2 separate regions of the Bicyclus anynana genome follow, and region 1 is linked to region 2. The links are chromatin contacts, called in public Hi-C maps. All regions are on one chromosome and are shown on one strand. Each heading gives the region's core, a stretch centred on a gene start, on an enhancer-like site or on the middle of the called end of the contact. The rest is flanking DNA. Distances are from core to core; before and after follow the strand shown. Region 1 has its middle 5.8 kb from the start of LOC112046569. Region 2 has its middle 18 kb from the start of LOC128198777.

Evidence for each region. A called contact is a pair of places that touch in the nucleus more often than the background predicts.
Region 1: a Hi-C map of whole body shows a contact between it and region 2, with 5 times the contacts expected there. The contact joins two enhancer-like sites. A contact is called at or near these places in 2 of 2 Hi-C or Micro-C datasets (whole body and whole larva).

Annotation. Positions count from the first base shown.
Region 1 is chr15:5,187,701-5,194,627 of ilBicAnyn1.1, forward strand. No RefSeq gene overlaps it. Among protein-coding and RNA genes, the nearest start is that of LOC112046569, 5.8 kb to the right of the region's middle. Within about 2 kb of position 1,356, at least 5 of the 8 cell types and tissues checked have open chromatin away from gene starts, as enhancers often do.
Region 2 is chr15:4,890,974-4,898,023 of ilBicAnyn1.1, forward strand. No RefSeq gene overlaps it. Among protein-coding and RNA genes, the nearest start is that of LOC128198777, 18 kb to the left of the region's middle. Within about 2 kb of position 3,203, at least 2 of the 8 cell types and tissues checked have open chromatin away from gene starts, as enhancers often do.

The sequences.
Region 1 (6,927 bases), core at 106-2,605, 290 kb after region 2:
TTAATTATGTCAAAGTTAGTGAATATGTTAGAATACTTACGTACAAGTACAATTTACGTTGATTTTTTAATACCTAATGAAAAAGTGCTTTTTGCTATAAATAAAACAACGTACCTACTTAAAGTGTATCTAAGTAACAATTTCTAAAGAATCCTTTATTCTTGTTACAGGTAACCCCACAAAGTACGAGTAACACCCAGTTATCACCACAAACAAGATAGTTTTGGTAAGAATGCCAAGAAAGTTCAACCACGTAACCATAACAATAACTGCAATAATGTTACGATTCACTCGTAAAATAACGCATAAACCTAATTCTTCTATTCGCTAAGAGATGGCAGCACATATGGTGCGCTTAGAAATGGTTCGTATCTAAGTCGGACCACACGTTGGTAACACACGTGACTGCGAGGGAGATTTTCTCAAGTTTTCCTTTCGCGGGTGGTTCATTACTTGCGAGCTCATAGTTTCGCAATTAACGAATAGGGGGCGGTAGACGCTAGTTAAGAGTTTAGAAAAGAAATAGTGAAGTGACTAGTGACGAGACGTGAAGATAGTTTAATAATTAATTTATACCTCAATTATTATTATAAGTTATACGTACTTGAATTTGTGTGTTACATTAATTTTTAAAACTAAACATTTTGATTTCTGGCATAAATGTAAGAGGAATGTATGAAAGACAACATGAAAGACAGTAACATTCAATTCAAGACGTGTCGTAGTCAGGTAAAAATTATAAACCGGACAAGTGCGAGTTAGACAGGCCTACCGGGAGTTCCGTACGCTGTTTTTTTTTAGAATTTCAGACTCTTGTTTTATAAGATTAAATTACAAATTACAGTTTTGAGATTCCTTTTGTGGTATAGTTATAACGATGTTACTACCTTACTTGCCAAACATAGTTTAAGGTCAACCCTATGAGTTTGGTTCCCATAAGAGTGTTGAAATATGCGTTTTTTACTGAATACATAGCCGAAAGGGAGTCTGTCAAAACCCTTATTTAAAAAAAAGAAAATTTGCCATATCTTTTTAAATATGACCAATATTTGTATTCCCCTCTAACTAATCGGAAAAGACTGTATTAGTGCGTGCGACTATAGACCAACGGGGCGGGAATCGAACCACCACCCCTCGGTGATGAGTCCGACCGTTCTTACCGTTGAGCTATTGAGACTAAATATTTATTCAATAGTCAACAAAATAATCTCTTAGGGGTTCCGTTTTTTTCTTTGAGTTACGGAACCCTAAAAAGTAAATAAAAAAATTACAGTCTATATACAGGGTGTTCACTGTTCAGTTCAACGTCAAACAGCGCTATGTCTACGACACACGAGCGTAAAGTCACGGTTACATCACGCGGTACGGTTTACGATACTCCAAGGTCAGGGGTTGGTTGGGTCAACGGCCGCACTGCTTTGTTAAGTAGACGGGTCAACGCGACGCGCGAATATTTTCCTTATTTTTTTTTTCAAATTTAGAACGCCTGTTAGGTTGGTAGCTGGTGTCTTATTTATTTTAAATTTGGAACAACTGTTTGGTTGGTACAAGTTACCAAGCTGTTACGTAGCATTTTATTTGATTTTGGAATGATCAGTTGGTGATTCGAACAGGTGGAAAGTGTTATAGCCATACCTACACATAAAAACTTTTTGCTAAGGTTTAAAAAAGTACCGTTCGTTTTTAGACTGTTGATAAAGGTTTTATATTACATTACAGCACAAGTGCATTTTACTTTACATTACGGCACATGTGCTTAATGAGATACATTACAATGTCAAAATTGTTGAAATAACAGATACTTTACGAGCAAATGTGTTATAAACGATAATATACCTAATGATTCTTTATTAACATCCGAATTGTAGTAGTTTTGTGGGTCTAAGCTTTTGATACCCTCTGCGATAAAAAGGGAGACCTTAGCTATTTAGTATTTTACTGTAGAATAGAGTGATAACTATCAAGTGTTTGCTATTATCCTTTTTTTTAATATTATTATTTACAAGTTAGCCCTTGACTACAATCTCATCTGATGGTAAGTGATGATGCAATCTAAGATGGAAGCGGGCTAACTTGCTATGAGTATGATAAAATGCACACCCCTTTAGGTTTCTACACGACATCCTACCGGAACACTAAATCCCTTGGCGGTACGTCTTTACCGGCAGGGCGGTAACTAGCCACGACTGAAGCCTCCCACCAGCCGGAGCCGGACCATTTCGACGGCCTCCGTGGTGCAGTGGTATGCGCGGTGGATTTACAAAACGGAGGTCCTGGGTTCGATCCCCGGCTGGGCCGATTGAGGTTTTCTTAATTGGTCCAGGTCTGGCTGGTGGGAGGCTTCGGCCGTGGCTAGTTACCACCCTACCGACAAAGACGTACCGCCAAGCGATTAAGCATTCCGGTACGATGTCGTGTAGAAACCGAAAGGAGTGTGGATTTTCATCATCCTCCTAACAAGTTAGCCCGCTTCCATCTTAGACTGCATCATCACTTACCATCAGGTGAGATTGTAGTCAAGGGCTAACTTGTAAAGAATAAAAAAAAATTATAAAAGCTCAATCGACCCAGCAGGGGATCGAACCCAGGGCCTCCGTCTTGTAAATCCACCACGCATACCACTGCGCCACGGAGGCCTTCAAAACATGATCATCAGAAGTCTGTTTCCTAATTCTAACCTATAACTTACATATTTAAAACAAGAATAGGCTTCTGCGAGGTAATCGTATTGTAAGGTACTTATACCATCGAAGTCTATACTAATATTATAAAGCTGAAGAGTTTGTTTGTTTGCTAATCTCAGGAACTACTGGTCCGATTTGAAAAATTCTTTCTGTGTTAGATAGAAAATTTATCGAGGAAGGCTATAGGCTATGTATTATACCCGTATTCCTACGGGAACGGAAACCACAAGGGTAAAACCGCGCGACGTCAACTAGTGTTATGATAAAAACGGAAAATTTCTTAAGCCATCTAGGTTAACATATCTAATATAACGAATATGTTGGTTTTCATATAAGTTCTTGAATATCGTGTAATTTGTACTTACTTAGCTCAGATAGTAATCGCATAATACGTAGGCAATACTTTGTAATACTAATTTTTGCGTTAACTGGGGTAAACTAAGTATGTCAATGTATAATAAATTGAACGAGCTGGTTAGGTATTTCACAACTGTCATTTACTGATGTTATAAGATAAGAAGTAATTAATATACTCAGTTGGCTGCTTACTTGAAATGAAGCCTATTTATAGTAGAGCCTAGGCTATATCTATAGGTAGGTATGTTCCCAAAAAAAATCTCGAAAAATTAAGATAAAGTCAAAGTTTATTTATTTCAAATAAGCAGGTTTAGTTTACAAGCACTTTCGAAACGTCAGGTATAAATATTATTAGAAAATGGTGATAATAATTGTTGAAAACATAAAATAAAAGTTACGATGGTTTCAAACGCGCCTTGGTCCTCGAAGAGCCCACAACAAACTCAGCCAGGGTTTAATAGGGAATAGAATAGGTTTATAAGTAGTAAGTAGGAATTTCATAAACTAAGTACTAAACGCCAAGACGATACCTAGAAAAATTTAAAATTTGTCAAAAATATTATATTATGAACTATCTACTTCGCATTGACTATTCATTTCTTTATGTAATCTTAATCATGGGCCGGATAGGGTAAATCTACCTTTAGTAGAGCTTGTATTAGTTGTGTTTTTTTAATTAAAGATATGCTCTCGCTTGACTACAATTAGGTATGCCTGTTGGAAAGTAGTTATACGATCTAAGTTGGAGCGCGCCTAGGAGATGCCTACTCACTCTTGTGTAGGATTAAAAATACCTACACCCTGTGCCACAGAAATCACGTTAAGACATTAGCCCTGGTCTGTCTGATGGTGATCGTTATAGAATCAAATCTCGCCAACCCATGTTGGTTTAACGTGGTGGGCTCACCAGATCTAGTGTTCGTTTACACGTGCAGCAGCTGCTGCCGACTGCAGTCAGTGACGTCTCGGCGGCAGCCAACGGCAGTCGGCAGTCAGTGACGTCTCGGCAGCAGGCGATGGCAGTCGACTGCTGTTGGCTGCCGCCGAGACGCCGTCGACTACAGTCATCGGTAGCAATTACCGCTCGTGTAAATGAACCCTAAACCCCAAATTTACAAGGACGAAGACCTTGTAGTGTTTCATTAAAAATGATAATTAAATGAAAAGTGCTTACTTTCTTAAATCTCCAACATTATCAATTTTAGTTTGTAGGCAAGTATCCATTAACCCTAACATTTGAACCTCAATCCTTTTTTATAATTCTACATACACAGAAGTATATTTGAACAATGGCATTCGCTAACAGATGGCGTTGGTGTCGTATATTTTTTGCGCACGCGTCGTGTGTGGGCGCATATTTATTTATTTGCTTATTTATTGCTACCGCCTTTTTGCTCTTGTAGTAGATAGGTGTCTGTCTTTAATTTTATTTAACCCTTGACATGTAGGTTTACCGTGTGTCTGTGCATTTGTGTGTACTGTGTACACTACTACTACACTCTACTACTCGTAGGTATTGTATCTTAAACAATAGCTGTGGCATTGTATCTCTTATACAGATTAATTTACCCTACGCTTTTCTTAGCTAAGTACCTACGATAAAGATTGGATAAGCTAATCCGAAGATATCAGAAATTTATGGTAATAAAAGTCGTTTTCAGCTACCTTTATATACCTAATACAATAAGAACTTGAGCTTTCTTATCCTAATAACTATATTATAAATCAATAAATCATGCCTATCGTGAAATAGTGGCAAGAATACTGGCTGCATTTTCACGCTGGACTGCCAGGCTGAACCTTTGCGCAGAAAATTAACCAGCCCTTCTGTTACCAATCGAAGAAATTAGCCACAGTTGAAGTAATTATTGATTTTAATTTTTACTTACTACCTAGGAACCTACCTATTTACGACTAGTACCTGTAGGTAATTGTCTTCTAGAGCATACTCTACTTAGGTATAATGTATTAAATTAGATATTATCATAAGATAAGGAGACCAGTTTACTTTAACATGTCATACATGCCTAATATCTACTTTCGTAATAAGTAACTGCTACGCACCATTTTATTATTAATTGTAGGTACCTATAATATTACATAAAGTAATAGTCAATTAGATACTAAAATCAAACAAAGGTTTCATCAAAATTCAAATCAAACAATGACTACGAGTAGTTTCAGAGTTCAAAGAAGCAGAAGAACTACTGTTAGGTGTTACCCTATTAACTTCTTACGCCAGCCACACACGGTCACGCAAATACGCAAATTACACAATCAATGGTTTTTTTTTAATTATTAAAATTTTTTCGATGTTAGGTTACTACTATCTAGGCAGGTAATTATTTTTAATATACATGCTCGTGTTTATTAAAATGCATTTCGTATACCTACCTATTTAGTTTTTGTTTTTCATTATTTGGTCTTTGCATACAACCAGTAATATTTTTTTATTAATTAGGTAATTTGCCCTATTAGGGCAAGAGTGGTCAAATTTAGTCCATTCATCCATTATTATTGTCCGTCAGTCGGTCCTAAGTCAAGCGTATGTATGTAGGCAAAAGTATTAAATAGGTGCCTTTCATATAATTATGTAAGTAGATAAAAAGTTCTGCTTACTCCCGAGGGTCAAAAAACCACTTTTCCATGTCCACGATACCGATAATAGGGTAGTTATAGCTACCTAAGCACCAAGTAGGTCATATATTCGTACCTATCTACCCAAATATGGTATAAATTACCCACCTACAATTTTAATTGATTCGCAGCTGCTGTATTTTCTTGTCTGTGCCACTGGTTAATTGATTATGGAATATATTAGGAACTTAATTGGCTGTACACAGAGTCTATGTACCTGCCTACTTGAGTAGAAGATAAATACGATAAATAATATTAAATAAAAAAATACCTACTTATATCAATCGGTTTTTGTACTGGTAATTTTTGATGGAAAATGTCAATCATGTCTTAGATATGCCTGTACCTACTAGAAATAAATAAGTGTTCATTTACATATTCAGATACTACCTAACTATAGCTTGGCAACTTCGCTCGTTCGTTCGCGCAGGCCGGGGGGCGTGTAGCGATGAATGAAAAACCCACGACTGATGCACCTCACTTCCCACACGCACGATTACACAACCCGCGCAATCTTTCCCTCCGTCGCCCGCATATCATGGGAGTGTCATCAACGAACTTGCCAGATATATATGCCTATACCTTCGTAATCTTTGCGTTACTTCGTAAACATTAGATAGATACCTACCTGAGTATATAAGTCCGCCATTCTGCATTTGCCAGTGTTGGGCCTCTGCTTGGGGAGCTTGGGTCGTAACTCGTATCTGAAAAGAAAGAAGAAAGAAAAGAAAGAAAAAATCTTTATTACAGCATTAGGTATGCCACACAACACAATTTGCTCATAATATCATATAATATTATCATATTAAATAATATGACAGGACAAGATCCTGCGATGTGTGGCATAACCCAATAAAGGGCTCAAACTCAGCATAATGTACAAACTAGGTACATACTCTTTAAATAAAAAGAGCATGCAGCGCTGGTTTTCAGTTGGAACCGTTGACCAGGTGCTCAACTCATGCTATGCTTTAAAGCTTTTAAAATAGGCTGATGATTGCCTATGCTATATCGCGTGCTATCTGGATGATTAAAAAATGCATCGCAGATAGGTAGGTAGGTACATAAATAATGCAACGCCTTTAACATCTGTAATAGGTATTATTCTGTAACTATAGATAACTATATGTTTTGTATAACTTGCAAGTGCTTCACCACGCTAATTTATCGTCGCATGAGCCGAACTAACGTGAACTCAGCGTATTATCACTAGCGTCGCTCAGTCTGTAGGTAGAATTTTGTGGATGGA
Region 2 (7,050 bases), core at 1,953-4,452:
ATCGAAACCGTATACGCCGGTGGTGAAATGTCATTTGGAACGACACGAGATGCTCCATGTATAGATTATATTTGCGAATATTGAATATAAGCTATCTATTTTTTGCCGTTTTAAAAAAAAAATTATTAGACGACTCGTTTTGTCGAAAGGTCACGTTTAAAGTATCCTTTTTATTCCGCTCTCTCTTTAATCCCATCGCAATAAAAGAGAGGGCGTTATTTCCAGTTCGGTCGCTATTGGTCAACTATGTCTTATCGAGATAGGTCGTGGTGCGCATCTTAGGCTTATACGGTAGTGCTAACATGCAACCAAGTGAAGAAAAATAGACAAAATGTCGTCTCTATGACTACTCTAACATAATTGGAACCCTTTCATACCAACACAATTAAACAGATGTGGTATTTCCGGTTGCACCGCCATTTGTATAAATAAGTCTATTTCTTTTCACGAGATAATATCGTTTGGTCGCAATTTTCACGTAATAAATAATAGTTTTTTTTTATATTCATTACAAGTTAAGTTAAGTGATGTTAAGTGATGATGCAATGTAAGATGGAAGCGGGCTAACTTGTTCGGAGGATGATGAAAACCCCTTTCGATTTCTACACACCATCGCACCGGATCGCTAAATCGCTTGGCGGTACGTCTTTGTCTTTGTCGATAGGGTGGTAACTAGCCACAGCCGAACCTGGGCCAATTAAGAAAACCTCAATCGGCCCAGCCAGGGATCGAACCCAGGACTTCCGTCTTGTAAATCCACGGAGGCCGACAAAAGTTGCATCCTATTAGTCTATACGAGTAAATACTACACGTAAAGTATAAATAAGTGTAAATCCACTTTACAAAATCAACGCACGACCTTTGGGTTTGGCTCGATTGGGTTCAAAATATGAATGCTAAATTGGGTGGTACGACCACCCCGTTCTGAACGCTTAAGAAAATTCCATGAATGCAAAATAAGGCACTAACAACGCACCGTATTGTCTGTGTCGTGTTGTGCTTGATTAGAACTTACTGTAGATTGTATGGGCCACTTTTGTACTTGTTTATGACTTATGAAATGCTTATGAAAATGTCAGCTCGTTTTGTAGGTTGAATTTTGGGTGCTCCGTCTACAAATTTTGCTCTTCGTAAATTACATAATAAATATTTTTGGGTGTTCCGTCTAGAAATTTTGCTCTTCGTAAATTACATAATAAATATCATAAAGTTATTCATTTATTTATAATAACTGACAAAACAGAAAATAACAAAAGAACACATCTATTTTATAGGCAAAAGGCGATCTTGTCACTAATAGTGATCTTTATTTTTTTATTCTTTACAAGTTAGCCCTTGACTATAATCTCACCTGATGGTAAATGATGATGCACTCTAAGATGGAGTTGTCTTCCAGGCAACCTAAACATAAATAATCTAAATATCCTGTGAGATGGGATATTGCAATACAATAAATAAGTACTATTCACTATAAATAATAATAACTAATATAATAAAAAATAAAAACACTATAATTAAATATTTCCATATTATAAAAATACATACTTTGCACAATCGTACACAATTATGATATAAACAAAATATATAAATACAGAAAACATGAAATTTATATATCATAAACCTACATATACATACAGTTATGTTGCTTTTAAACTGTCTCATTGGTACCGCGGTAAGTATATGTGGTTTCAAAACACGAGGTCATCGGTTCGATTCCTGTCGGGGTTTTAGTTAAAAATTCTTATTCCAGAGTTGGGAGGTCGATGGTGTTACATCCCCGTGCCTTGTAGAGCACGTTAAGCTCTCGGTTTTTGTATTCTTTTTTATATTATGTAACTCGCACTAGAACGGCATGGTGGGTTCCATCCAGCCCTTCCTTTCTTCTATAGAGAGACATCCTAATTGGCTATGGTAGACTGATGATGATGAAATTTATAGTCCAATGGTAACAGGGGAAAAACTAATTTCTAATTTAAATGTCACATGTTTATTTAATCAGCGGTTTTTGCAAACTAGCTAGTACCTTTTTTACGATAGAGAAGACAGATCAAAACAGACAATGCTCATTAGATATAGCATCCACACTTGAAATAAAAACATTTGAAAGTCATAAAATTCAAATTATAGAAATAGTCAATAGATGTACTACAAAATATAGCTAGCATCCCTACTTAGAATTAAAGAATTGAAGTTCAATGAAATTATGAAAATATAAATTTACCTAACTAAAACAGTAGGTATGCTAATTATGACAGAAGACCGTATAACCCAAAAAACTTGGAATATTAATGTCACGCAATCTATAACCGTATAATACCATAAAACCATTAAGCACAAAAAGTTATCAAACAATAATAATAATTGGTGTTGGTATAAAAAAAGACAAGAGACACTCGAAAGAATATCGAAGGAACGCGGTCGAAACTGACTAACTTTTGAAACGTTATATGGACGGCAATAAAATGTTCGTTCTGTACGAACACAATACTTGCAGAAATATTTTTGAATACGGAATTAGGTTTGCCAAAAGCGCGGGGAGCAGATAAGGCAAAAAAAAAAACAAATTTGTAACGGGTAAAGTTTTTGGAGGCCGAATGTCTCCCTTGGGTGCTGAATCTTCGGCATTGCTCGTAAAACGCGGGACGTGGCCAAGCGAGCAAATTTGTCCTGAGTGCGACCTATGACGTTTTGATGGAACGCTCCCAGACCGATTCTCGTACCCTAGATTCATATTCATAACCGACGCTCCGTTGCTATCGCTTTCTATCTGAATCCTCCATATTTTTTTTAGAAATATTACATGTCTACTTTTACAAAATGCGAATAGATTAGCTCGTTAAAAATGCCTTTTAAAAAGTAAAACTCCATTCCAAACAACTCGAAGAAATAACAGAGAAATGTCCCTTGCATGATGCTCGCCTCTTCAAAAGAATGGCACCCGTGTCTAAGCTATCTTGTAGGAATTTTAAATTGGACGAATCGCTCAAATGTAAATGGTTTTCCTTTATACCCCATCCTCTTGGGCAGCCCACCCCCATCTATAGCGCGCCTAGAGGCGACTGGCATACCAACACACGCACACATACGGCAAAGCCTACGTCGCAAATCACCAATACAACGAGATCCCTGTGCTTACATACGTCATCCGTACTCCAGCCTCGTTTGCATAGACACGCGGGAGGTTTAAAGGTGCAACATACAGTGGTATCGTTAAGCTAACGCATACAAGCCCGCTTCACACAGGCTCGCCTCTCATCTCGAACGTACAACTAGTAATGCGAGTGTGAATACGTAAATACGCGTCAAGAGCGCGAGTTCAAAAACGCGAAAAGCAATATGTCTTCATAGCGGTGCAGGAAATCTTTTTCGGGGACTCTAACAAAGGAGTGCGAGTTACTATCGGGGAAGGAAATCACATGTTTTGAATGCGTTGTCAAAGTAATGTCCTCTGAGTATTTTTATATTGACACCGTTTAAATATCCTTCATAAGTAGCATCTGAATAAAATATAGACTACAAAAGGAATTACACAAATGTCGCATAGTAATAAATGACCTATATTGCGTCTGCAACAGTCGAGGAAATAAAAATTTGTACTGATTTGCGGTTACTTTAGCACGGCACTAGATTTTTCGACATTTATTTTTAATCATCATACTCACATGTACCGCTCAGAAGTGACGGCATAGTGCTCAGAGTTATTTTCTAATATAGTAACAGCCTTCTTAGCGTTATTCATTTTGGTTCATTTTACAGGTAATTTTTTTTCAAGGGTTTGTAGTATAAATACACCAACTTTACTAAATGCAACTTTGCAAATAAATAGCACAATATTAAATTTATTTAATTTTTAGTTTACAAACACTACTCTCTAGTAAATAAATACCTCATGTTTGTTTTAGTGATTACCACTGGTTCGGCAAATTTTATAAATTAATTATTCGTACCGACTCCTCCTGTGAAAGTAAATCTTTGCCTTCAAGCATCTATACCCAATCAAAATATTCATCGTACCTATTATGCTTTTCTTAAAACTACGTTTAAAAGTTTAGCACATAGTTTAAAATTGGCAGATTAAAAATTAAATTTTTAAAAATTATTCAATAGATATTATTTTTAACTTAGTCATGTCTTACTTTTGGACATGTGCTTCGTAATACTAATATTATTTAGTTGGGTAATGGATATACAAAACCGGTTTTTAAAATTCTTTTACCATTAGAAAGCTACGTTTTTAATGAATAACATAGGCTAAATTTTATCCCAGTATTTCAACGATACCGGGAACTATGCAAGTAAAACCGCGGGGCGGGTTTGATAAAACTGTACTAATTCTAATTTGGTGAAGTAATGCGATGAACCCAGCACTATCAGGGATCACTATCAGTCTGGGTGGGTTACGATAACCAATAGCTTTAATTAATCAGCCTCTCCCACACATTAAACCTTTACGACTTCGCCTTAGCACGTGAGCTACAGAAAATAGCATTTGATCCTAAGAAATCGTTCAACATTGATGTTACTTTAGTCATATATACAGGATGTCCCCTTAATATTACGACATACTTTACAAGGTGATAGATGACATCAATGCCTACTAAATGCATTATTATAATGTTAGCCGAAATTTTAATTTTTTTTTTATAATATAATTGATTTTTGTACTTTGTATAAAAATCAATATAATTTAAAAACTGTAAAATTTCGGCTAATACACATTGCGTTATTTTAGTAGGCCTTGATTTCATCTATCGCCTTGTAAAATATGTCGTATTTTTTTATTCTTTACAAATTAGCCCTTGACTATAATATCACCTGGTAAGTGATGATGCAGTCGTATGTACTATAATTGTTTTTTGTATTTTGCACAAATATCTATATAATTTAAAAACCGTAAAATTTCGGCTACTACACCTACATAAACGAGTATTGCGTTATTTTAGTAAGCCTGGTGGGAGGCTTCGGCTGTGGCTAGTTACCACCCTACCGACAAAGACGTACCGCCAAGCGATTTAGCGTTCCGTTACGATGTCGTGTAGAAACCGAAAGGGGTGTGGATTTTCATCCTCCTCTTAATTTTTTAGCCCGCTTCCATCTTAGATTGCATCGTCACTTACCATCAGGTGAGATTGTAGTCAAGGGTTAACTTGTAAAGAATAAAAAAAAAGAAGGCCTTGATGTCAGTTATCATCTTGTGCAATATGTCGTAATATCTACGGGACACCCTGTATATAGGTGCAGGTGGCATACTAAGTCATTAAGACATGATTTATGCCCTATTGTCTTTTTCTTATTTTACTGGTAGGTATTAAATCCTGTTCTATATTATTATGATGTCAGTAGGTACTTCTCGTGAAGTAAAATTTCCCAATGTGTACACAAGTATTTGCAGGTTTTATCTAGTTATGTAGTTGTTAGTGTTGCCAAAAATCTAACTAGATTGGACCAATGAAAGTCTACTACTACTACTACTACATCATATTTACCGTAGCGGGTCAATAATTAATCTTAGTAAGGGCTATAAAACTTGTAATATACACTAAAATTAGAATTTAGGTAGTGTTATACATTCATAATTTTGTATTTTACATAACCAATAACTCATTAGTTGTTTAACTTAAATAGTTTTTAAGGGCTAACCTCATTTATGTTTTTTCGCTCTCTTGTAAAATTTAGTTTTAAGCCCATACCACAGTAAAGATATTACAAGCAGTATAATAACTCGGCCGTATTTTTGAAATAAATACCTACAGCCGCGCGGTACGTAAACATGTCATAGGGCTGCCCGCATGCAGCAATTTAATTACATTTGCTAACTTTGTGTTTCCACTTAGTTTTGTGATTGTAAATAAACTTTTTTTATATAAACAAATAAAATACTTTGTAAATTGTAGTAAAATGGGAAGTGATAAATAAAAATGCGTGTTTTTTGATTGGTTGATGTAATTAAGGCTGATACTACGTCAATGATCTTGAAGGATTGGTCGTATTCTTAAACATATTTATTTCGGTGATGCCATCTAGGTATTACCTCCACACTACGTGAACAAATAAAAAAAAGATAAATACCTTCATGAAATTGTAGTGATTTAAAATAGATAATGAAACAATGAACAAACGCACTAATTGTCCCTACGATACGATAGTTTCCCTAGATTTCTCTAGGATGCCATTATCAGATCCTGACATGAAAAAAATGGGACTAACCTGAAAGAATATTCATCCAAACAAAAAAGAAACGGTTTACAAATGACGGAAATATCGCTGTAAATACGATACGATTCTTTTTGGAAGTCGGTTAAAATTCTTGTCACCAATGCCAAGCTGAGCAAAAGTTTTATGAGCTTGCACATTAAAGTGCATAAAATCCGCCATTTTGATTTTTTAAGAACTAAGTTACCCAGTGACACTCGGCCTATCTAGACGAGTCTAATGACATATCATTTATCAGTATGTGTGCTTGGCAAATTTGTAACACTCCCGAAGGTCGGCGCGGTCCGGGAGGGGGGTAACGATGCCCAGCGCGTACGACTTCACACCCGCGCAGTCCTTTCCTCCCGTCGCCCGCATACAACAACAAGTCATAACATTCAAACACATACTCCTCCTTTGGGCTTCGCCGCAGTCGGGTAACAAAACACAAATGATCCGAGCACAGTCACACAATACATTGTACAAGCAGTCGAGGTTTTAATACAAGCTTATCGTACCTACTGTATCGTGATTCATGAATATAGCTACATATTTGAATCGTGTCAATCACTTTCCTTTACTCTATTCACTTTATTTACTAATCCAGATACCTACCTTTATTCTGGAGATAAAAGGAAATACCTTATCCATTAAAAAATACAAGATTATGTACCTACCTACTAATAAGTAAATTTATTTTAAAGTTAACCTTTCAGAGTTTCCAGGTAACTTAAAAAAAGTTATCTCTGGATGGGATAATTTTGAATTCATGCATCCAAAAACGGCCCAGTATTTCCTACTGGTCATAATTAAAAAAATCTAATACTATTAATACACTTTACTCTGTTAATACACCGT